2 separate regions of the Gossypium hirsutum genome follow, and region 1 is linked to region 2. The links are chromatin contacts, called in public Hi-C maps. All regions are on one chromosome and are shown on one strand. Each heading gives the region's core, a stretch centred on a gene start, on an enhancer-like site or on the middle of the called end of the contact. The rest is flanking DNA. Distances are from core to core; before and after follow the strand shown.

Evidence for each region. Hi-C and Micro-C count contacts between places; a contact is called where the count stands out from the background.
Region 1: a contact with region 2 is called in a Hi-C map of leaf, with 1.6 times the contacts expected there. The contact joins the promoter of LOC107920006 here to the promoter of LOC107920215 in region 2. A contact is called at or near these places in 10 of 34 Hi-C or Micro-C datasets (callus, hypocotyl, leaf and 1 more).

Annotation. Positions count from the first base shown.
Region 1 is chrD13:10,862,196-10,867,173 of Gossypium_hirsutum_v2.1, forward strand. LOC107920006 reads right to left here and starts at 2,377. Exons shown (of 11, transcript XM_041110241.1): 1 at 2,213-2,377; 2 at 1,343-1,646; 3 at 801-878; 4 at 117-688. The coding sequence starts at 1,625.
Region 2 is chrD13:10,638,062-10,642,739 of Gossypium_hirsutum_v2.1, forward strand. LOC107920215 reads left to right here and starts at 2,018. Exons shown (of 14, transcript XM_016849791.2): 1 at 2,018-2,339; 2 at 2,433-2,494; 3 at 2,657-2,722; 4 at 2,795-2,870; 5 at 3,016-3,086; 6 at 3,452-3,553; 7 at 3,937-4,026; 8 at 4,413-4,487. The coding sequence starts at 2,285.

The DNA.
Region 1 (4,978 bases), core at 1,127-3,626, 220 kb after region 2:
AATAAACTTTCAACCTGTCAGCTAACAAAATTAAAAGCAGATGTCTCCAGCATTTATCCAAGTCAAAGCAAATAGGAAAACAATAATTAACAATTTAGTTCTTCTGTGATGCTTACCACTATGTCTCCACTGGAAAGAGAGCAACACTTAATAGAATCTCTAGCTACTCCTCCAGAAACATTAGCATCAAAATTTCCTCTATCAATCACTGCATTTTGTCTAGATATATTCTTGGCAGCGTTATTGGTTTCATTTGCAATAGATTGTGGGCTATCCATCCCAGACAACTCAGAAACTTTCTCAGAAGCACCTTTTTTTGACCATAGAGGCTCACCTGACTCTGCAATCCTGACAAAGAAATGAGAGTTCTTAAACCTTTTTAACAGTGTTTCAGTCTGTCTTCTGTGATCTTCCATCCTAAGAAATGATTCACTAGCAGAGACATCCTTAGCTGGATCAATCTTATCTTTCTCCAAGTTTTCACCATTTTGATCCATTACTGCACCGTTAAGACTCGCATCCCCTCCTTCAGGCACTGAATTTGTTTCACCCTCCATGTTTCCATTTTGTTTCTGAGCACCCCTTCTCTTGCCACTTTTACACATCACTGCAGCAACTTTAAATGGGGTAATAATCTCTGTTTCCTGATTACATGCTGATAAGCATGCTAGAACATGAACTTGTTCTCCTGAAGAAGAAAACAGGATTAAGGTTCAAGTTACAAACACATATTTCATGAATACAAGCCAACTGTATGCTAAATCAGAAAGAAGCAAGAGGATCAAAAAACAAAAAGATACCAAGAAAAACAAAAGAACGATCCAGGGAACGCAATGAACTTATGTCTGGCGCACGGTTCCAGTCATCAGGGAGATCCCCTGCAAATGAGTATCAAGATTAGACATACAACAAAGAAATATCATATAAGGGAAGTAGATCAACAAAACCAAAGTTCAAATTTCAGGAAGACGTAATTCGTAAACAAGTCGTGTCAGGAAACTCTTGTCAAGTTGAAGTGTATCTAATGTAACTACAGAAGAACTAGGGCATTTACCTTTGTGGACACACTCTAGTTTCCAGAAGTTGTAAATCAGCAACAAAAACAAACATCAGAACATTGCTCTTCCACACAACCATAATTGTTCGGATTTTAAAAGCATATACTATGGAGTCATAACTCAAAACAAGGACCACTTTTACAAGTTGAACTTTTTCAAAGGAATAAGGCGAGGCGAGAAAAAGGAAAGAAAATGAGTAAAAGCCAATCATTAAAGCTATATCTAGAGACAGATCCAAAAATATTGTTTACATTAGCTACCTTTAGAGGTTAGTATACACTTACTATATGGAATGGTGATCCATCCATCTTCTTCACAAACATCAATGTGGTTCTCTGGGACAGAAGATTTCTTACCACTCCCAACACCAGCATTATCACCTAAATGTCCATTGGTTTCGGCATCATGGTTTTCAACTGTAGGGTACTCAGGTAATGGATCTTCACCAATAAGCCCTTCTAAAGATGTTGCAGAACTCGAAACATAAGTAGATTCCGCCACCTCTTCTTGTACTGGAGGTGGCTCTGGCACTGCCTGTTGATTGGACCGCAACAGCAGAAAGTTCATTATTTCCACCAAAATCAGCTTCTGCAAAATCAAACACCAAAGACACTTTACAACTCGAATACTAAAAGTAAAGTTGCAACAGGAAACAAGAACGCCACCAGAACTGGTGCATCTGATGCTTGTATCTCATTCAGAATCAGTCTCGATTTCTCACATGAAACTGAAGATTAAATGTAAAGCAAGCAGCATGATCAAAACCACTCAGAGAACATTCCCTTTTCCTACAATAACCTTAACTACATAAGCGGATCTTGCCCTTAAGTCTAATAATTACCTTGAATTTCAGCTTTCCGAAGTTCAGAATAAAGTTGAAGTAAAAGAAAACAAATATAAATAATTCAAACAAAGTAAAATCACTGAAATAAATCCTTTTTACACTGGATTAACCATGAACAATCTAAATTTCCTCATCATGAAAAATTTATAACCAAGAAATTCCAAAGCAAGACAAAATTCAAAAAAGAAAACGAAGAATGAAAAGAAAAAAGAAAAACAAAAATGCCATTGAACAATTTGCTTTCGATCAGACATAGCAAAGAAATTAGTCAAATAGATGATGAGAAAAAGGAAATCCTATATTGTTTTACCTGATCGGAGATCAAAGGCTGTGGAGGGTTTTCGTTTTCTTTTTCGTTTTTTTTTTAATTGTTTTTTGCCTGGTGCCTGGGAAATGGGAGATCCAATTTCCTGACGGGACTCTATAACTTGATCGGTTGTTCGATCTCGTTCTAGGTCGTTTGATTATTTTTTCGGTTTCGGGGTTGACTACCTTCTGGCCCGAGTTAGATCCGTACGAAATTAAGCCCTCAGCATTTAGCCCATCCCCATACAGCAATTGCCTTTTGCAGCCCAATCCTTTTCCTTTTCTCTGACATTCTAATCGGATTCAACCCAATTAAATTTAGAATCGAATTACGTAAAATTCATAGGATTTTTGAAATATAAGACTACAGAAATATCGAGTATGTTACATTACCCCATTCGATTCATTTGGCTGAAAGAAGATTTTTACATGTGATTGACGACATATACTATTACCTACAAACATATTTTACTAAATTGACATTGTTATAGAATTTATTTGTTTAGTTCCTTTAATTTTTTTCTTAATTTTCATAAAATTATTATAAATTATGATAATTCCTATTTTTATTATAATTTATATATTGTTAAATTCCTATTTTATTATAATTTACATACTATTAAATAAATATATGATGTTAAAATCAATTTATAAATTATAACTGTATATCATAATCATAATTAATATATTAATAAATAAAATTTTAGAGTAGACATAATAATTATAATTTTAAAGTATCAAATTAATATTTCAATGTTAAGAAAAAAAATATTATTGTTTTTAATTAAACTTAAATTTTATTTGAACAAAAAAGGACAAAATTTATTAAAATAATACAAATAGAGGGTAAATTAGTCCAAAATTTAATATTACACCCATAAACAAATGTAAGAATTAATTGTATTGACATTACACCCTATATTACAACATATTGGGACTATCTAGGAATGTAAGATTATAGGGTGGCTGGAATGTTAAGAATTCAAATTATGTAATCTTATTCCAAAATGTGAGATTACATGGTATAATGTTATATTCAATGAATCAAACACACTCTTAGCATTGCTTCTTCTTTTTTTTTATCTATAAGACTCAAACTCAAAACTTTACTTAAGCAACACCGAGTTCCTTACCACGTTATCTAATAATCAGATAACTTTTTTTTCTCTACTTAAGCTCCTTTTGGATGTTGTTTGGCTCTAGTGAGATGAGATTTCTCTCAATTTTTGTGCACTCGCACCACAATAATCTCTTTGGGAAAAAATGCTTTTATTTGGTCAAGACACTCCCAACGCACTACAACTCTAGTTTTCCACTAGGGTGTAAAAGCTATGCATACAAGATTTTTTGTTCTTTTTTGGAAAGTAATTGTTTTCATTAAAGTTGAAAAGAGGATACACAATGAAAAGAGAACACCCATGAAACATTAGTGGTTTGAAGAGAAAAAAACCCCTACAAAAACAGGATACATGATGAAGATAAAACATGGTACATGAGTTGTAGAGTAAGAGACAAAAGCATCAACGGTTTGAAGAACGTGGGGTACAAGTAGTGGCAAAGCCAAAGGGCTAGCAGGGGCTCAACCCCCTCTAAAATGGAAATTTTTTCATTTAAGCCCCTTTATAATCTATAAAATTTCAAATTATTAATGGTAAAATTGCACTTTAACCTCCAAAAAATGATAAAAATTTGATTCAATTCTTTAAAAGTTATAAAGATATAGGCTATTAAAATGATGAAATTGTATTTTTACTATCATAAAAATATATAATTTAATTATGACCCCCCAAAAAAATTTTCTAGTTTCACCCCTGGCTATAAGAATCACTAATTGGAACATTTTAGAGGAGACCAAGCATCATCAACTCTATTTTCTGACCCATATGTTCATGTTGGAAAAAATCCGGTTCGAAAATAGTTTTCTAGTACAACGAAAAATTAAAATTTTAAAAACTGAGCTGATTTGTGATTTTTATAGCAATAAACTTTTTACTGAAATTGCACCTGTGTTTTCAACTAGATGGATCCTTGTTGTTCTCTACCTTCAACTGAACGATCTTCTCCACTATTCTCGTACCATGAATTGCTACGAGTGTTGGCTCGAATGAATTCGAATCAAACACAAAACCAAAAATTATTTACTTTACTTTAGGTGGGAAAACAAAATTCTCTCTTTAAGAGAAACCAGTTGAATTATTATTCCGAAAAATAAAATTTATACTTAGAAAAATAAATAAATTCTCACTATTTTTTAGTAGAATAACAATATCTCAAAGTTTTATATTTAGCCCTATCGATACCATCTATTTATAGGAAGAAGAAGTGAAACCCTTATTGAATTAGTAGAAGCCTATTTCAATAGAAAAATAAAATCCTAGTCTAACTAGGAGAGAGAAAGGGGCGGCAACCCTAGTTAAATATACTAGGGTTCATCATCCTATGTATTAGTATGAGGGGCTTTTGGGCCTCTCCTGTATTAAGTCCAATTATAAGTACTTCTTGAACTTTTAACCTAGTGCTTTATAATTTAATCCAATTCAATACATGTTTTTCTATTTTCCAAAATAAACATCATAAATTAATTAAATAAATTTCTCAACCCGATTCTAATTCTGTTAAAATCATTGCAAATTTACCGTAAAAAATCTATGAGAAAGTAACTTTAATATTTCTACAATCAACGGATTCAGACCAATTAATTTTATTTTATTTTTTAACTTCAATTAATTAATTAATTAATAATTCAAAAACTCATAAATTAATTTTTTAG
Region 2 (4,678 bases), core at 768-3,267:
ATGAAAAAAAGTGCATTGATGGTAACTTAATTTAAGTATGGGTTAACTCCTCTAAACATCACTAAATTATGGTCCGTATTTTAAATTGATTCCTAAACTTAAAACATTTTAATTGAGTTAATTTAACCATTAGCTTAAGCGTTAAATGACTGCTCAAAACTGGCATGAAGCATATTTAAAACACGTGTGTACCTATTGTTTAAACAATTTGGATCCGTAAAATAGTTATACTCATGTTTATAATTTGATCCACGTGTTAAATTTGAGTTTGCATTTAATCTCTAAGCTAGCAGAAGGATTAGGGGTGAAGGTAAAAAAATAAAAATAAAAATAAAGGAGATCAATGGAATTTTAAATTTTAGAGGAGTCAAAATATAATTTTTGCCATTATACTAACTTATAATGGATAATTTTTAAAGGGACTTAAACACAATTTCACCTTTCTTTGGGGTAAGGGGCAAGGCCCTTGCTTGGTCCCTTGTATTTGCTCCTTAGAAAGAACTAATTGATTCGACACTAATACTTTAAAGACTCAATTATAATATTTTGATGTTAGAGACTAATTTAAAAATTATACCTTAGTTCGAGAACTTCTAGTGGAATTAACCCTTTTCGTTGCAAGATGCAACATTTATTATCCATCCTAGAAAAGTTTGATAAAACAGGATGCAATTTTCACCTTGTTTCACTGCTATTTCTTGCCTATTCTTTTTAATATCCAAGATTTCTGCAGATCTGATAACTAGACTGCCATCTCAACCTAACCATGTCTCGTTCAAGCAACACTCTGGTTACGTTGTTATAGATGCCAAGCATGGTCAAGCTTTGTTGTACTACTTTGTGGAAGTGGATGCTACTACACATCCACTGTTGCATCCCTTAACTTTATGGTTTCGTGGAAGTATAAGTAGGAGCGAATTCAGAAAATTTTTTAGTGGGACGAAATTAAATTATAATTTTTATGATATTAAAAATATAATTTTATCAGTTTAATAATTTATATCTTTATAATTTTAAAGGATTAAATTAAATTTTTATCATTTTTAAGAGGTAAAGTACAATTTTACATTTACTAGTTTAAATTTTAAAAAGTCTAAATAAAAAAATTTTCATTTTAAGAAAGATCATACCGCTGGATATATGATTAAAACATATTTGCAGGTTTTCTTAATATGTTTTCTTGAGGGGACTGTGAACTAAAATTCTTACGGGTCCTAGATGTTCATCACTTAATTTGGGGGCATTTCTGCATTGTTAATTAATACCATTAAATCATTAACCTAAAATCAATAATTTATATGAGAAGAAATTAGTAAAAACATACCAATTCAATCATTTATAGGAAAAAAAAATTAATAAAAGTAAACAATTCAAGTTTACAAATTACTATTTTTTTTTTCAAAAACTAACAACGAGATTAAATTAGTAAAATCAAATTCTCAATTCTTATAAGGTGTAGACTTGTAACTAAACCTAATATAAAAGTATATTTCAATATTTCAATAAAACAGAATTTTCGAATCAAACGGATAAAATCAAGTCAGGCATAAATAATTTTTTCCTTTTTACTATTTGAACTTGGCCAGACCCATTTTACTCCTTGAACCACTCTAATAAATAGTATGCAACTTATAATATCCACAAAATTGATGTTCATAAGGAATGTATTTAGGCTCCAATTTTTGTGGACGGTCTGATGACTTGGTCTTCCTTCAAGTATATATATACACATACATATACATATAAGAAGAACATAACTCTGAAACTTCTATTGAACAGATTTTGCCCATTTTTGGGTCTAAAGAAATTTCGAATAAACAATTATTTTGTGTCAAGTGAATTGATTTTTTCATTTATTTCTTTTTTATTCATTATCTAATTCGAAATACTTGAAATATATTACTAACACTAATAAAAAAAATCTACAAAAAAGTTAACCCGTAATGTTTAAATTTTTATATCTTGGATTTAAACTTTGGACAACGGATTGAAAGAACTCTTAAAATGAATATTTATTAAAGGAGGCTCGTGGATTTGATTTAGACTAAAAGCTCAGCCCAAAACAAGGCCCAACTCTGTCTTACTTAATCTCGACGACGCAGTTTTACTTCCTAATCAATCCTCATATATTCAAATATTCGGAACAAGACGAAACTTTATGTATGTATTATATACGCTGTCAGCTAAGCAATCGTGAACTTTAAACTCAATCCCCCAAAACTTTTCTCAGCTTCAGCCATAACCACAGCCAAATTCTTTTTGGCAAGCTATCGAAAACACTGTCATGGCTATGCAAACCGGAGTAGGTTTGTCGAAGATCTTGATCTTAGCCGGCGCCGGTACCGTCCCAACTGAATTTCTTACTTCAATTCTTCTTTTTTATTTTTCTTACTGTTTTAATTTTGACTTCAAGTTGTTAATTTCGTTTTCAGGTTATACGGGTACTGTCCTCCTGAAAAACGGTAAATTATCGGACATATTAGGCGAATTGCAGGTTAGTTTTGATCGTTTTGTTTGTTTTGATTTGCTAGTTTCTCCCTGCCGTATGATTCAAATATTTGTCCTTTGATTTTGTGTTGATTGACTAGGTTTCTACTTTTCATTCTTTTTCGTCTATTAATTTTAGCTTTTAACTCCTTTTTTCCTGATTTGGCAGTCGCTGGTGAAGGGACTCGAAAAATCGGGGGAGCAAGCTGATGATTCAGATGCACTTCTAGCTCAGGTATATGAGGAAATAGAGCTTAAAGTTTAAGTCTTTTGGTTGTAATATTTATCTTTTTCTATTAATTTGTAGGTGCGTCGTTTGTCAACGGAGATCAGGCAACTGGCATCAGCACGGCAGATAACTGTTCTGAATGGGGATTCTGGCGGTATTTTCTTAATTATATTTGCTTAAATAGTAGTTCTTTTAGGCGCATATATGTGAAACCAGTTTATAATTGCATTAACGGGATTAGATGAAGCATTTTCTAAGTGGATTTGCTTTGGTTGTTTGCTTTTTTCTTGATTTGGCAGGTAAGTTAACCTCTCTTGTAGTGCCAGCCGCAACATTGGGGGCATTGGGTTATGGTTACATGTGGTGGAAGGTATGTCATGATTTAATTGATTACTGATATGGTTTCTTTTTTACATAGTAGAATTAACTATCATTTTTATGCAAAATATATCCGCTGACGCCTGCCCTGTTTGTCAATGTTTCATTATTTATTGATATGGTTTCTTTTTCACTATTCTGTGGCTCAGTAGAATTAGTTATCTTGTCCTATACAAAATAAAATCCCCCAATGCTTGCCCTGTCACTTTTGATTATTTGCATCTGCATTATTGAACAAAATCGATAATTTTACATATTGATATTAACTTCTACAATTAGCTCTATTACTCTTCATTCATGCTGTCTGCTTTGTAATTTGACTAACATATTTTTTTTCTTTCCTTTTCTAATTACTAGGGTATTTCATTCTCTGATCTTTTCTGGGTCACCAAACGCAATATGGCGATGGCTGTGGAGAACTTAACAAAACATCTGGATTCTGTCTCAGATGCTCTCTCTGTAAGTTTATGCTCTCTTCGTTGCATTTTCTATCATGTTTTAGGGTTAAATGCTTCACTGAAGCATTTTTCTGTAAAAATGTATTATTTGCCACGGAATTTATTTATTTTACTAAAAGAGAATTTGGCCAGTCAAAGTAATGGTGATTCATGTTAATGGAAAATTGCCTTTTAATTAATTCCATATACAGTGAGATCGAGTAGAAACCAAAGAACTTTGGTTATAGTCTTTCCAAAAGCAAAAGATTCCTTTTGTACTTACTCCTCCAGTGCATCTTCCAATATGTGTTTTCCTAATTAGTTTTGAAATCAGCTTTTATATTAAAAGCATGCTATGAGATGTTCATAGAGCCTTTGATTAGTTCATAAATCCTACATTGGCAGGCTGCGAAGAAGCATTTGACTCAACGCATTCAGAACCTGGATGATAAAATGGAAACACAGAAGGAAATCTCGAAGAGCATTCAAACAAGTGTAAGTGCACATGTTTATCCATCTTTGAAGTCAGAATGAGGCCCACTTCCCCATCATCTATCTTCATTTCCTCTTCTTGCATTTTTATGTTTTTAGCTTTAAGTATGGAGTTAAAAGAGTGCAATTGGTTACAACTTACACATTATTGTTTCAAATGTTTTTAACTGCGGAGATAATCTGGCTATGATTTCAAAGATAATATGTAGGCCCAAAATTTTTTGAAACATTTGAACTTTGATGTTAGAATATCAAGGTTATGATGCTTTTTGTTGCACGTTGATTCTAAGCGTTGCAGTAATGAACTTGGTTTTGGGGTTGTAATGCACCAATATATCAAGTGAATTATTGTTTTACCATCACTAATGGTGCTCATATTTGTGGAGCAGGTAGAAGAGGCTCATATGAATCTGTCTAATATTGAATATGATTTGGATGCACTGCAGAGAATGATCTCTGGTTTGGTGAGAATTCTTTCTTTTTTTCCTTCTAATAATTGTTGCACTTGTTGAGAACTGGTTGTTAATTGGTGGTGCAGTTGTGATTCTCTTCTTTCCCTCTTTCAGTTTCTCCCCCACTTCTGTAGATGTTAAACTTGTTAATGAAGTCAACTGGTTCCTCTAGTAAGACTGAAGAGGAGAATCACTGATTCTTT